Regions from separate parts of the Mus musculus genome. Here region 1 is linked to region 2. Evidence: chromatin contacts called from public Hi-C data. All regions are on one chromosome and are shown on one strand. The core of a region is the stretch at or near the end of the contact, and the rest is flanking DNA. Distances in the headings are between cores, read along the strand shown.

Region 1 (3,616 bases), core at 252-2,751, 110 kb after region 2:
GTCAGTGCTCTTCACCACTGAGCCATCTCTCCAGGCCCTGAATGTGAAGACTTTGATTTGCTTTCGTGATTTGCTAGACAGTCGAAGAGCACAGTATCATGTGGTACTTGGTGGAACAAATAATCTAGGAAAAAAAAAAGTCTATGGGGAAATGTGTGTAGGTTCTATGTAGGTTCTATGTTGGAGTCCGTGGAGAGCTTCAGAATCAGCCTCCACAGATGGTCAGGGGTGACCAATGGTACCAGGTTTTATGACCAAGTGTGAAAATACTTCAGAAGTCATCATGTAAATGGAAGGACTCAACTGGTTTGTTTATCGGGGTCAATAATAATAATAATAATTCACAATTACCTGACATTCTCAGTCTAAAAAACAGGTTGTTCCTCATCGCATAGAGACCAAAAAAACTGCATTGGAAAGACCCATGGAATTTATATTAAGTGTTGATTTGACAGCACATGACTGCATAATATTATTTGGATGGTAGAGTCAAAATGCCCTCCTTTTCTCCGCCTGACTTTCAAGGCACACCTGCAAGCCTTCCTTCCCAGCTGTTTTACAATACCTACATTTTTATAGAGATGTAAATAAAAGTACTTCTTTCGGTTTTCTCATTTAGCAAGATTACAAAAGCATTCGATCCTGCCGTGTCTACTTTATAATTAGTGGCATATATCTTTCTTTTCCTTAACAGCTCTGCAACATCCCCACTTGGTAGATGAATGTAAAAAGCCATTGTTTATTTACCCATCCCTTTACTTCGACACATAAGCTGTTTCAGTGTTTTGCCACTAAAAGCAACGAAGTCATTATCTTTTATGTTTTTCTCCCATAAATGGAATTGTGTCTCTAAAGTCCCAGAAAAGCAATTTGAACACAAACATTTTAATGGTTCTGTGAGTTTGGATTCAAATGAATAGCAAGAAGCCTTTGATTTTCAAATAAGCAAACATTTCTCCATCAGCCACAGGCTGAGTTCCCTATGCGCAGTTAACGATGTCTGACTTTTTTTTTTTTAATGTCAGAGCATCTAACCTTGAAGCTGAAGGAACAAGAGTATTAAAATTGTGAGACTTTACAAAAATATTTAGACTCAACCTATTTTAAGTTTTTATAAATTGACTTTTGTGAGGCAAGAGATGTTGCATCCCGTTTAGATTTCACTTGAGACATACATGGAGGGCAGGCAAGGTTCAGTGTCTTCTCTATTAATCCCCACAGCGCCCCCTGCAGTTCATGTTCTGCACAGCAGCAAAAAGAAAGGCTCAGAACAAATGGACTTTCCTTTCGCAGGTGATCACTGTCCCCCATCCTTGTCCCCATCCGGTCCCGCAGTGACATTCGTGAGTCTGATAAGCGCCTGGACGTGGGAAAGGAAACCATAGGTCCTTGTTTCTAGGGAAGATGCTCCTCTAACGAGAGTGCCGCTAGGTAGAAGCAGTTTTACCCCAGCAACTAGAAAGCTAAGGGATTTCGCAAATGCGGGTTTTGCCCTGGTAACTAGCTTATTTAGCCAAAAATTATGAAGCAGAGTTACGTAACACTTAAGTAGGCAGGTCTCAAACCCTCACAAATACTCTCATTGTTTAACATTCTGCCAGACCATTCTGACTTATAAAATATATATTTATCCTTTCGTTGTGAAAACTACAACCCTTATTTTTCAGACCCAGAAGACTTACAGGACAGGTCAGCATGTGTGACTGACAGGAGTCGATTGAATAGATTTGCGCCACAAAAAGTTGCTGGCTGAACCACTATTTGAGCTGTAGCGCCCTCTGGTGGAAGGCGGGTGGATTGCCTTCTTCGGGCACATTTTCCTGATTTCACTCATGTCTCTCATGTCTTGTGCCCCAGGTAAAAGAGGCCATGCAGCGCATCCACGACCGAGGGAACATCGGGAAGTTAATTCTGGATGTGGAAAAGACGCCGACCCCGCTGGTAAGTGGAACGTAGAGGGAACTACCCAGCTCAACACCAAAGACAAACCGATGGATCGTCAGAAGTAGTCAGAGCTGGTGTCCGAGGAAATACAGGCAGTTTGCAAGCTCTCCCATGATGCCAGAATGAGGGATTAGCCACGGACTAATGAAAGTGGAGATGGAAAAATTAAAGTGTTTGAGAAAGACAGGAAAATTGCTGAGTGGGGACAGACAGAAAATGGATAGGAAAAAACCAAACATTTACAACTGTTATGTCTAGGCACCAATGCAAAGGCTTCCTAGCTAATCTTAATGCACATACATGGACCCAACAGATTGGTGCTCACTACCTTCAGGATTCTTCTGGTATTCCTCTTGAATTCACTTGCTTTCGTCGGGAGAAAATCCTAATATCCAAGCAACCCACAAGAATACAGCACATAAGATTTACCTGGTCCCAAACTAGCATCTTTGGGGGACAGATGGCATAGGATGTAGCCTTGAACCTCTGAGTGCTTGCATTCAAAGCTGGGTTCTCAGTCCCATTTGCAACCTGGGAAAGTTTAGCCCACCACCTTTGGTCCTATTTATAAGCAAGAGACTGACAGGTTCCTCTCAGTCAGTTAGAAAGGCAGGTGCTGAGTATGGCCCACCCCTCTAAGTTCTAGGTAGGCCAAACAAAGAAAGTATGGAGGTTTGTGCAGCAGTATCTGCCACTTTCAAGAAATAGAAGTGAAATAAGTAAAATGATCTATGGTTCTCAGCCCAAGTGTATGTTTTCAGAAACAGATTCTTGTCTTCTATAGCTTAGGTGTACCGCAATTTCACTCCACACAAGAGAGTTAAAGGAAGGGTCATTTGTGCCACTTACATTGCTGATAACAACATGAATATAGTTTTTAAAAATATGACATCACAGGACTATTGAAGTAGGGAATGATATTGTGGAATTAGGAAGGAAGAGCTAGGGTCCAAGGACTCCCACGCAAATACACTGTGGTCTACGTAAATATGTCTCTTTCAGTACCGTGCATAGAAGGTTCTAGAGCTGCCCTGGCCAACTATTGCATTTAAACAAACTATCTGGCACTGGCTTTCCATGCAAAGGCAATGCCTGTCTCCACGAACCCATGATGTTCTGATGGTCCTTGGTCTAGGGTTAGGTTTACTTGACCAAGGGTCAGAACCCGTCACATGAAAACCAAAAGATGCTCCCATTTGGGCCAACAAGAGCTCAGCTCTACCCCTGTTGAGTTATAGTTCCTGTTTTCTGAGAATGTTCTTACCCTGACACCCAAAGGAAGAAAGAGACAGTGAAGCATGGGTATTTGAAGCGTCAGTGGTAGGGAAGATGTCTCATCCCTTCTAGATGGAAAGCTAGAATTGAAGGGATGACAACATGAAGTCAAGCTGAATCCAGAACATCGTGAGAATCAGGATGGACCCAAGGAGGTTATCTCCAGAGCTATGAAGTGATGTTAAAGGCGGCAGCAGAGCCTTAGCAGGTACTAGTAAAGGGTATAGAAGGGGTCCTCAGAGAGACTTCTTCCTATAGAATATAGAAATGACCAGTCTGAAAGAAGTCCGTCCCATGATGCTTCAGTCCATCCCATGATGCTTCAGTCCATCCCATGATGCTTCAGTCCATCTCAGTGATGCTTCATCCAATGCTCAGAGATGGTGAGGGAGTGGGA
Region 2 (3,906 bases), core at 310-2,809:
CCACCCCAAGAAACCATCAACTGTCAAAAGCTAAGAGTATTGGTTTATGACCCCCCTCCCTTCCATCTTTTGCAAAATTTATCTTAATATATATATATATATATATATATATATATATATACATATACATACACACATATACATATATATGTATATAAAGAAAGGGCCTCACAATGTAGCCCTGGCTGACCTGAATTTGTTATATAGACCAGGCTGGCCTGTAAACTCACAAAGACCTGCCTGTCTCTGACTTTCCCAGTGTTGGAATTAAAGGCTTATATCAACACATCTAGCCCTTATTTTTTTTTTTTTTTTTTTTTTTTGATGCAGAGCCTTATGTAGCCCAGACTGGCCTGAAGCTAGCAGGCATGAGCCAAGTGTAGTCTTCAATTTCGATTTTTCTGCCTCTACCTTTTGAGTAATAGAATTAAAGGCCTGTGCCACAATTCTAGTTTTAAGCAGTGCTGGGCATTGTACTCAAGCTTTCTTGCATGCTAGGAAAGAACTCTAGCAACTGGGCCATAATAGCCCCTATTACAATTATGAACACATATTCATTGTACAAATCAATGCACCTTGTGTTGCTATAGCCATATAGGTATATATGGCAATTTGATCATAGGTACCCTCCCTTTTACCTCTCTTGTCTCCTCCCCCTGGACCTTTTCTGTCCAAGGAATGGGAGCTTCATCTTGCCAAGCCACCTCTGCATTGTCTCCTTTTTCTTTCACTGAAGGTCAATAACAATGAACCATGAGCTTGCCCTTGACACTACAGAGGCATGGGTTAAATCCCATCACTTCCAGTTACACTTCTAAACCTGGTTCCAGTCCTGGCAGAACTACCTTGAGGCTGTGCAATTGTCTTCTCTGAGCCTGTGTTCATGGTGGGGACCAAGGACAGGCTTGGAAGCATGAGATGGCAGCAAGTGTCAGTCACAATGCTTGATGGAAATCAACTAGCCTGTTAAGAGTCTCTCTCTTCCTCTTCTCTTCTCTTCTCTTCTCTTCTCTTCTCTTCTCTTCTCTTCTCTTCTCTTCTCTTCTCTTCTCTTCTCTTCTCTTCTCTTCTCTTCTCTTCTCTTCTCTCCTCTCCTCTCCTCTCCTCTCCTCTCCTCTCCTCTCCTCTCCTCTCCTCTCCTCTCCTCTCCTCTCCTCTCCTCTTCTCTCTCTTTTCCTCTCTCTCTCCCCCCTCTCTTCTTTCTCCCTCTCCTTTCTTCCCCCCCTCTACCCATTGAAGCCTACTGTAGCTCTCATACTCACTGCTATCCCATAACAGCCTGGGCAGACAAAGTTGACCGAAGTTGACAAAGGTGGTTCGAATCTTGCCTGTGGCTGTAGCTCTGAGACCTGAAGAAAAGTGTATACTCTCTCCATTTCCCTTCCTGAGGTTTGCAAGGCCCCTTTTCAGGGAGAGTGGGTATTTCAATTCAGAGAAAATAGCCACAGGAAAGTTACAATTACAATTGGCTGATGAGTCAGAGCTCTTGGGAAACTCGGTGTACAGCTTCCATGGCTCCAACCCGGGATAGCTCAGAGGTCAGGTACTTCCAGAGGGTTAAGAGTTTCAGGCCCTGCTCTTGGTGTTAAGGACTTATTTCCTCTTCCTGTGTCTGAGTCACAGAAGTCTATGTCAATTTGTCTTAACTGACAGGATCCCACACACTGGGCCTGTGTGTGACTGTGATGTCAACCTCACTTAGGCAAAGAGGAAATGGAGCGTGTCAGGGCCATGACAGAACACATTAGAGGCAGGAAACCATCATGAAGCAGTGCATCCCAGCACTGCTGCACATCAGAATCCCTCAGGAACTTAGAAAGGATACACTAAGAACCAAGTCCTAGTTGGGGTTTGAATAGAAACCTGCCATTCAAGTCTGTTGGGTAGACTTCTTACCTACTCCCCATGGAGTAGATGTCACCTACTTAGGATTACCTGCATCCAGAGTTCTGTGTATCTTTTTTTAAAGACTTAATTATTTTCTATAAATATACTGTAGCCATCTTCAAACACATTTCAGAAAGGGCATCGGATCCCATTACAGATAATTGTGAGTCACCATGGGTTGCTGAGAATTGAACTCAGAACCTCTAGAAAAGCAGTCAGTGCTCTTAACCACTGAGCCATCTCTCCAGCACCTCCCCCAGCCCCCACCCCCAGCCCTGTGTATCTGATTCCTTAAGAAGACTTATGAAATTCAGACTGCAACTCCCCATCTGGACAGTTCTCCTACAGAAGGTTTTTGTAGAGCCTAGGAATCTGCATTTCAAGAGGTCTCTAAAGAGGATACTGGATGGTACCAGTTCTGAGATGTATTCATTCATATAACTAGTACCCTACCAAGTCTCTGCAAAAAACAATGTGTCTACTGCTTTGCAGGGAGCTAATACGAAGAAGATCCTGTTGTGTAAACGTCTAGACGCTGTTAGCAAACATCTACTCAACAATAGGGACCAACTGACACACTCAAGTCTCCCTTGGTGAGCCAATGAGTTTATCTGGCTCGCTCACAGCATCACCAATGATTCTGAAACACTCCTGGAAAGCCCCACTTTAGGCTGGGTGATGGCTTCCCCCATAGCTCTGTTGCTGCTAATTTATATCAACTTGCTGCAAGGTGAAGTTATCAGAGAGGAGGGAGCCTCAATTGAGAAAGTGCTTGCATAAGATAGGGCTATTGGCAAGCCAGTAGGGCATTTTCTTAATTAGTGACTAATGGGAGAGGGCCCAGACCATTATGAGTGGGCAGGTGGCCCTGGGTTCAATAAAAAAGTAAGCTGAGCAAGCTATTGGGAAGCAAGACAGTAAGGGGTTCGTTCCTCTTCTAGTCTCTACATCAGCTCCTGTCTCCAGGTCTCCACCCTCCACAACAAAGGAAAAGGAAAACTGACAAATCTTTAGAGAACAATGGGCAAGCTCATAGGATACACCTTGCTGGTTTTTTGGTAGGTCACAGAGAGCAGTCCCCAAGGTGGGATTTGACTATCATGTTCTTCCCAGAATGGAATGGACTGAATTGTTGAGCAGGCAAAGGACAACGTTAATTGTGAAGTCCCAACATGGGAGTTTATATTGTCATACAAGAAAGGCTTAAGGATAATGTGAATGTCCAGAGGCCCGGGCTTTGTAATATAGTGCATGGTACCTTTGCAAGTCAGTGCCTCTGTGCATTGGTGAAATCGGAAAACACCAGTCTATGATTCTTTGGAATAAATCTTTCCTCTCCATTTCCTCTACGCATTTTCTCAGTGCATGCCCAGGTTCGTTATGCTAAGTTTATTTTCCCATTCTCTGACCACATTAATGGCCTGTGGTTTCCATAAGCTGTTTAAAAGTGAAAACAACCTTTAGAGGAGCTAAGCCGAAGTCTATTTTCGAAGAGAACTCAGAAGTGGTTATGACGCCGATAGACACTGCTTTTCCTGCTCTCTTTTTTTGCTTTGCTTTTCAATGGTTTGGGGGGCTTGCATTTAAGGAGGCCAGCATGCTTGGTCTCAATCTCATTGTGTATCCCTTTGTGTCTCAATCTCATTGTGTATCAAGGGTGGGCCTTGAATTTGCAATCTCCTTGGCCCCCCACTTCTCAAGTAGCTGGGATGGGTGGCCTGTGCCCTCAGGTCTAGTTTGGCTTTCACGGTCTCAAAGAAACATCTTCAGATAGACTCTCTGGGGCTCAGTTAAAGAACAAGTTAGTGTGAGAAAAGAAAAATCTTAAATGGTAACAACCTTAAAAGCCATCCATTTTAAATCAATTGGTTGGGACATCTTCTGGATATATGCCCAGGAGAGGTATTGCTGGATCCTCCGGTAGTACTATGTCCAATTTTCTGAGGAACCGCCAGACTGATTTCCAGAGTGGTTGTACAAGCCTGCAATCCCACCAACAATGGAGGAGTGTTCCTCTTT

What was found. Hi-C and Micro-C count contacts between places; a contact is called where the count stands out from the background.
Region 1: a contact with region 2 is called in a Hi-C map of the N1E-115 cell line, with 3 times the contacts expected there. The contact joins two enhancer-like sites. A contact is called at or near these places in 2 of 39 promoter capture datasets (HPC-7-derived erythroid cells and liver), 1 of 484 Hi-C or Micro-C datasets (the N1E-115 cell line) and 2 of 9 other capture datasets (adipose tissue and pancreatic islet).

What each region holds. Positions count from the first base shown.
Region 1 is chr8:114,367,995-114,371,610 of GRCm38.p6, forward strand. Vat1l (vesicle amine transport protein 1 like) reads left to right here. Exons shown (of 9, transcript NM_173016.3): 8 at 1,858-1,941. Among named protein-coding and RNA genes, the nearest start is that of 4933408N05Rik, 18 kb to the left of the region's middle. Within about 2 kb of position 1,502, at least 9 of the 459 cell types and tissues checked have an H3K27ac peak or open chromatin away from gene starts, as enhancers often do. A contact at or near this core is called in the N1E-115 cell line and pancreatic islet, where this site is marked.
Region 2 is chr8:114,260,827-114,264,732 of GRCm38.p6, forward strand. All of the region lies in intron 3 of Vat1l (vesicle amine transport protein 1 like), which reads left to right. Among named protein-coding and RNA genes, the nearest start is that of Vat1l, 57 kb to the left of the region's middle. Within about 2 kb of position 1,560, at least 12 of the 459 cell types and tissues checked have an H3K27ac peak or open chromatin away from gene starts, as enhancers often do. A contact at or near this core is called in the N1E-115 cell line and pancreatic islet, where this site is marked.